2 separate regions of the Anas platyrhynchos genome follow, and region 1 is linked to region 2. A link is a contact called in public Hi-C data. All regions are on one chromosome and are shown on one strand. Each heading gives the region's core, a stretch centred on a gene start, on an enhancer-like site or on the middle of the called end of the contact. The rest is flanking DNA. Distances are from core to core; before and after follow the strand shown. Region 1 has its middle 31 kb from the start of USP38. Region 2 holds the start of GAB1 (GRB2 associated binding protein 1).

Evidence for each region. Hi-C and Micro-C count contacts between places; a contact is called where the count stands out from the background.
Region 1: a contact with region 2 is called in a Hi-C map of subcutaneous adipose tissue, with 2.4 times the contacts expected there. The contact joins the enhancer-like site here to the promoter of GAB1 in region 2. A contact is called at or near these places in 2 of 8 Hi-C or Micro-C datasets (skeletal muscle and subcutaneous adipose tissue).

What each region holds. Positions count from the first base shown.
Region 1 is chr4:38,915,727-38,919,174 of IASCAAS_PekinDuck_T2T, reverse strand. No RefSeq gene overlaps it. Among named protein-coding and RNA genes, the nearest start is that of USP38, 31 kb to the left of the region's middle. Within about 2 kb of position 1,349, at least 1 of the 8 cell types and tissues checked has an H3K27ac peak or open chromatin away from gene starts, as enhancers often do. A contact at or near this core is called in subcutaneous adipose tissue, where this site is marked.
Region 2 is chr4:38,871,753-38,875,456 of IASCAAS_PekinDuck_T2T, reverse strand. GAB1 (GRB2 associated binding protein 1) reads left to right here and starts at 1,256. Exons shown (of 12, transcript XM_038177970.2): 1 at 1,256-1,811. The coding sequence starts at 1,740.

The sequences.
Region 1 (3,448 bases), core at 100-2,599, 44 kb before region 2:
TGCTTCACTTTACTCCCCTACCCATTTAAGTACTGTCATGGAAAACTGAGGGAGTGCAGCCAGAGGCTTACTGCACACGAGAAATAATCACCGAACGGTGATATTTTGATAGCTTCATCAGTGGCGTTTAGTAATGCTTTTTGGTTTTTACCAGTTGGGCCATATAAGTCAGGTAACTCTAATCTTACTCTCCCTCAAACAATATCTGGGTGAGTAAGTTACAATACTTCAGAAATGCTTCCTGTTAGGACTCCATCACTGATGACTTCACTCTTCCCATCCCCTCCTTGTTTCCCTTCCAGCTGCCTCATGTTCTCCTATGCTAAACTCTGCAGGATGCAGACTATGCTGCATGTGTCAGTACAGGGCTGTGCATAATGGTGTTTCATTCTCCGTTAGCTTTTAAACATTACTGTAAGTAACAAACTTAGTTCCTGAATGTATCCGAAACTCAGGATAACAGAAATGGAATTAAAAACTTAAAATGAACTGTTGAGTCTGCATAACCTGAGGTGACTTTGTTTGAAGTTCCTGTTTTGCATGTGAAGATTCAGGCAAGTGGCAGTGAAAGTAAAAAAAGTTTTGTGTTTCTTTAGCCCTTTGTTAAGAGCTCCTGCTAAAAACTCTGTAAGCTCACTGGTAGAAGGAAGTAATGATGTAGTGGCAGGTATGCTTTGGGTATTTGTAGGGAATTGCTTTATTAAGAGGTTCTCACAAAGGCCAATCACTACTCCCTTTTATGCAAAGTCTTGTGGTTGCAGGTGCTTGAACCATCAACACTTCAATGCCAAATTAAGTGTTTTGTGTTTGGCTCTAAGTAATACTGAACCACAGGGCAGTGCAATCGTTCTGCTGCTGGTGTGGCTCAGTGATTCAGTGCTGGCTGTAGGGAATGCCAAATCATGGGTTGTCTTATTCAGAGGGAGCAATGGGCACTAATGTGTTGGATAACAGCGAACTTTACTTCATGTTCTTCACCTGGAAGTCACAACGAACTACGTGATCCCACTTCACGTAGTGGTCTGACCACCAAGTAAAGCTTGCTAAGTGTGTGTAGGGTATGTGAAGTGATGAAGATGCTTGTTCTCTGTCTTCCAAATGTACCACTATACCGCTATTTTTCAGGACATAGGAGCTCTTAATCTAATTTCAGTTGTTAGCTGTACACAAACCTATGCATACTGGTATAGTACGTGAAGAACAGGAAGGAGAACTTAAAATTAAAACTACCCTGACCTGAGTATTTGTGCAATCGTTTGAAGCTGTTCCTACACCCCTTTGTAGTTGGGATCCAGGATGCTATATTAATTTTGAAGTAATTATGTGTTTATCCAGTAGAGAGCACTAATGATACTACTATCTTTTAAATGACATTGCTGTAAAAGTATGCTGTGTTCTGAGCTTTGGAGCACTTGCTGGGATTTAGACTAAAGCTTTTTCAAATGTAGTGCATGGCTGAAACTCTGCTGAATAGTTACAATGGAAGGCATGTAAAAACGGTCTGCTGGAACTCCTATACTATTAGGAACTATTACTGTTAACTACATGCTATACTATTACAGCTCAAAAATGTAGCAGTACTCAAGTGTCACCTCTGCATGAAGTTGCTAAGTGAAGGTTAACTTTGAAGTCAGTCAGCATCCTTCTTTGGCTCATGACAGACTGAGTCAGGATAAACAGCTGCTGGTTGATGCAGCAGGTGTCTTAAAGGTCTTGGGGAAGTCAATGGTATGAACAAGGTGGTTATTGCCTCTTTGCAGGTGAGACCTTCTACACTGATGTGGCAAAAAAGGCATTAGTAACTAATGTTTTGGTGGCTCACTTCCTTCAGAGGCAGGACAGCTGAGCTGTGCATGAGATGGCTTACTGAAGTTAAAATGTTGGTCTTGATGCTTGATGTAGCGTGAGACAGAGCCCAAGTTATCTTTGAGATGTCAAAGGGGGTTTGTGGCCAGAAATTTAAAAACAACCCCTTTACTTAGTTTGTGAGAAAGCTAGATGGAGTCAATGAGAGAATGTAAAGCACAGACCCATAATAATGGCTTCAAAATAACTTCGGAAGAGTATCTTAAATTCGTGTCTTGAGTAAGACCTCTTGCCATGCAGTCCAACTGAATGGGTTATAATAGCTCAGAGCTTGTGTTACCTTAGTTTCAGAGCATGAAGATGCTGCCCAGAGGAGAAGGTGTTAGAATTCTTCTTTAGGGTAATAAAAGAATTTTAATTATGTGACCAGTATAAATTAATCTTCCTAAATGCACAGACAGTGTGAAACAATCATGCTGAGAGAAGTATGAGTTACAGGAATTCATTCAGTCTTGAATGTATTTAAGAATAACTGTCTGGAGGCAATATCTTTATTATGTTATTTTTAAGGACTTAAAGAAAAAACCAACAGCCACGCTATGGAGCTGCGCATGGACTCTTAATGTTACCTCTGGGCTTGTTGTATTCACTGATGTGTGGTTTGAACTCTGAGACTGCAGCATTATCTCAGAAACAACTTCTAATTTTAATGTTTGCCGCTTCTAATAGAGGAGATTCTGTTCAACACGTGGGGGGAAGAGGATCTGAGTGTGACTAAGATACCATCTTCTGTAAATCAGGGCTAACATGCACATTTCATTGCTCAAGTGGGAAAAATTTGTGTTACAAGAGAGATTTAAAATTCTTAATTGTAAGCCATTTCTAGCTACAGCTGGTATACTGCTCTTGGGAACTGGGCAGCTAGCGTGCACCATTCCAGTACAACTCCAACAAAACATGGGCTGATTGTTACACATCGAGAAAAATGGCATGTTTCTGTGTTAAAGTCGACTTGGTATGCAAAATCTGCTCAGGTAAATCTGTTGAGAAGAATTTTAGACTTTGCTAAATCAACTGTACTTTTAAGAAGGTGGTCATAGCTGTTGCTGATATGGATTTGCTTTGTGTATTGCCTTTTGATGATGTGAATGCGATTTAACACAGCTATCCCACCAGCTAATGCTGTTGTTCTGCTTGTATTTGTCCGTTGGTCCTCAAATCGACCATCTGGTAACAATCTGCATTAAAAGACTGGCCTGCCTGAAATTAATGGGAGTCCTGCCATGGACTTCAGTAAGTCCAGGATTTCACCCTGGTCTTCATCTTGCATGACTATTGCTATTTAGGGTGTGGCAAATATGCTATATTCTGAACTTTGATTTATGTGAGCATTTGCTGAGCAGATGTTAGGGAGCTCAACTTGCTCGTTTCAATCCATCTCTCCTATAGCAAGTGGAAAAAGGAGGCCAAATCAGTCTCAGGTGTGGTTCTATTCACGTGGGATGCTTACATCGATTACGCTCTGTGATGAGTCAGAAACATCAGGCTGTATTTAAGAAACCACAGCTATAAACTAAACAAGTATTTATTACTTCTGCTGGGAGCTAGTTGCCCATGCTAACACTCGTGCCATGTGAGTGGC
Region 2 (3,704 bases), core at 7-2,506:
GGATGTGTGCACTTCTTAACATTGACAAAGCACATAATTAACCTATTTTCTCTTTTTAAATGTTTTTGGCAAAAAAAAAATAATATGTATATATATATATTTGCTCGTTGATGATCTTTCTTTTACCAGTGAATAGCATTTCACCTGTCATAACACTTCAAGGATTAATGAAAATAATTATGTGCGAAGATTTACAGTGAATTGATGTACTGGTTTTAATCCCTTCAGGCTTTCACCTTTAATTTTCCTGTTATTTCTGCAAATGATCCCATTAAAACGATACAGACGTTGCTTTGCAGCTCTTTAATGTGATACACCTTGATGGATCAGAGCAAGCGGAACAACACGCTGCCTTCAACAAAGGCACACTAGGGGGACTAGCTCTCTGTGCTGGAAGAGCACTGTTGCTAGCAAACAACACAGCAGTCCCATCCCAGAAGGCTGCAATTAAATAATCTGTAAAATAATAAAGCAATAATCATAATAAAAGACTTTTTATTAGGAGATACTTTTCGGCGGAGTGCAAAAGACGGAGAGCACTATCAGCAGACTCGCTCCGGAGAGGAGTGGCTCTGCCGTTTGCCTTTTCTGCTCTCAGAGACCAACTTTGTATGTGGAGATTTTTTTTCATAATAATTATTTTTTTTTCCGTCAAGGCAGTTTGAAACTTGCTAAGAGGAGTTTACTTCTGCTGAGGTGCTTTTAATGCACTTTTAAAAGTTTATTTTACTGAGGTGTTTTTTATGCAGATTTTTTAGTTTTTGTTTGTTTGTTTCTCATCTCAAACGAAAGATTTTGCGGTGCGTTTCACAGAATTCACCAACATTTGGGCGCCGGCTGTAACATTTCTTCTCCACACAGCCACCCGGCCGTGGCAGCCGGGACCCCCTCACCGCCCCGCCGCTCCCCACGCCCCCAAACCGGCCCTAAAACCGGACCGGCTGGGCTGGGGGCGGCGGGGCTGCGTTTTTCGGTGTGTTAGTGTGCCGGTTTATCGCTTTTTCCCCTCTTTTTCCTCCCCTCAGCCAAGGGCCCACTCCCCCCTCACGGCCGCAGCCGGCGGCGCCTACAGCTCCCAGGATCCCTCGGGGATGGCGGTCCCGCCTCTCCCCTGCCAGCCCTTGTTGTTGGGAATGGCGGGGGGGGGGGTGCCGTGCCCGGCCCCCTAATGGCCGGCAGGGGGAGGACCCGGCCCCGCCGTGCGCTCGGGCCGCTCCCCTCGGAGGAGGAGGAGGAGGAGGAAGGGGAAGGGGCGAGCCCAGCCCAGCTCGCGGAGCCGCTGAGCGAGGGGAGTGGAAGGAGAGGGGGAGCCCCCAGCGGGAGGATCCCGGGGGGGCGGCGCCGGCTGAGGCGGGGCGGCGGCTGGATCCTGCCCCGGGACGGCGGAGCCCAAGTTGCGGCGGGGCGGCGGCCGCCCCTGTCTGCCTGCCTGCCGCTGCCGGGGCCAGCAGGAGGAGGAGGAGGAGGAAGGGGGGAGCCTCCCGCCTCAGCCCCGCTGCCCCTCCGCTTGTTGTGCGTGAGAGCCAGACACACACACGCCGCTCCCCGTCCCTCCTCCCTCCCTCTCTCCCTTCTTCCCTCCCTCCCCTTCCCTCGCCCCGCACAGCCCCAGGAGGCCGGAGCGGGCGCGGCGCTGCCGCCGCGTCTCGGGGCTCCCTCGGCCCGGCCCGGAGGAGGAGGACGAGGAGGAGGAAGAGGAGGACGAGGAGCGCCCCGGCGGAGGGGCGGGCGGCCCAGCCATGAGCGGCGGGGAGGTGGTCTGCTCGGGCTGGCTCCGAAAGTCGCCACCGGAGAAGAAGTTGAAGCGCTACGTGAGTGCCCTCGCCCTCCTTCTCTTCGTTTCCCTTCGTTTCCCTTCCCTTCTCTCCCCTTCCCCGCGTCCCCCCTCGCCCTGCCCGGCCTCCTTCGCCCCGTCCCTCCCGGCCGGGCCCGGCGCCTTTCGCCCGCTCCCGCAGCCCGCCGGGCTCCCCCCGTCCCTCTCTTTCCCTCCCCTCCCTTTCCCTTTTTTCTTCTTTTTTCCCCAACTCCTTTCTGCTTTCCCCCTCGAAACGCCGAGCGGTCAGCTCTGCCCTGCCGCGGCTTTATCGCCTTTCCCAGCAGAGTGGGGAGAGGGGCGGAGTTTTTCCGCCTTCCCCGGGGCTCCGGGCTCGGGATATTTCGGGTTTTTTGCCTCTAAACACCGCTGCCCCGGCCCCAGGCGGCCCCCCCAGGCGGGGATGCCCCGGGAGCGCTCCCCGCAGGGCCGGGGGAGCCTTTGCCCTTGGGACCGGAGCCCTGCAGGAGGAGGGAGCTGCAAGCCAAGTGCCTTTTCCTCGTGTTTCCCCCAGCTGCCCGCCGGTGCTCAGGAGGAAATATTTTAGCGGAGCCGAGCCGGAGCTCGCAGGAAAATGGAGCGTGTTTGCTGAGAGGGCAGATTTCGTGACAGGGCAGCGGCCAGGCTGCTGGTGCTGCTCGGGGCTGGCGGCGACGCTGCTGTCAAGTCACGTAGGAGGCAGGGGTGATGCCAGAAGTCAGCTCTGCTCAGCCCTTTCCCATTGGCACCGCCGCAGCCTCATGGTATCTGTGTAATTGGTACAAAATGTGTTTATTTTTATTTTTTTTTCCTCTCTTTCCGTCTTTGTTTAGCCCGTTGGGTGGTATTTAAGTAGGAACGGCCCTCGCAGCTCGGCGTCGTTTGGAGGCAGCTCAGCCTTTGCTTGAGAGCTGAACCTCAACGCAGCCCGGCTGCTTTCCGTCCGCTGGCGATTCACGGCCCCTTCTTGGAAAGGAGCTGTTGTGGGCAACTTGTTAAATGGCAGGGCATTGATGAAATCGGCTCTTAAAGTTAGTTATTAAAAATAATAATAATAAAAAAATAGCCCCTTCACCGGTTCCCAGTGACAAAAACCCTGCTCTCGCCAAGGGCACAGGATCAGACATACGAGAATGACCTGATGGGTCACGGGAGGGCTGTGCTTCCCCCGCTGAATCGGACACAGGCTGTATTTTGGCTGAGCCTCTGAGTGTGTATTCAGAGCATGCCGCTTCACCAGTGTGCAAGAAGTGGGAAAACTATTAGTGTTTTTAAAGTTTGAGTTAATTTCCCACTCAAGCCCTAAATCGTGTACAGTTACACTGTCTGTTAGTGGAAGAAAGTGTAAGTGAGAGTTGGCTGCCCTAAATCAATGCCGTAAATCATTCCCTAATATTTTAGCTTTTTTCCATATGACTTTCTGTTCAGCATATTTCTAGCTCTGTTTCTGTATCAGAATAGCATCAGAACCTTTGAGGGTAAAAGTAGCCGTCGTGTTGGTCAGGTGGATCCCTGTCCTACAAGAGTAGTTCCTTAATTTTCACTTAAAATGGGGATCTACTTTTTGAGGAGGCAGAGAATCAGTGATAATATGGTTGGCCTGTGTTGGCAGGGCTTCGTGTAACATCTGTGTGCACCCAAGGCCATAAGGTCAGAAGTTTAAATCTTGCATGCTGTCGCAGATGACTTTCTGCTTGTATTCTCCCGTGTAAGAGAAAGGAGAGACTGTGTTTAAAGGAGGACTTGAAGTAAAATTCCTCTTGCTATTCTGCGGTGCCCGATCAGTTGTAGGCTAAAGGGTCACGCTCATTTTTAAAGGCATAAAAATGACCTTGACATCGTGATCGCAATCTTTAAGCAAAGAGAAAGTTGACAAATAAATTGGAACTGAGTGCAGTGATTGAAGCATTGG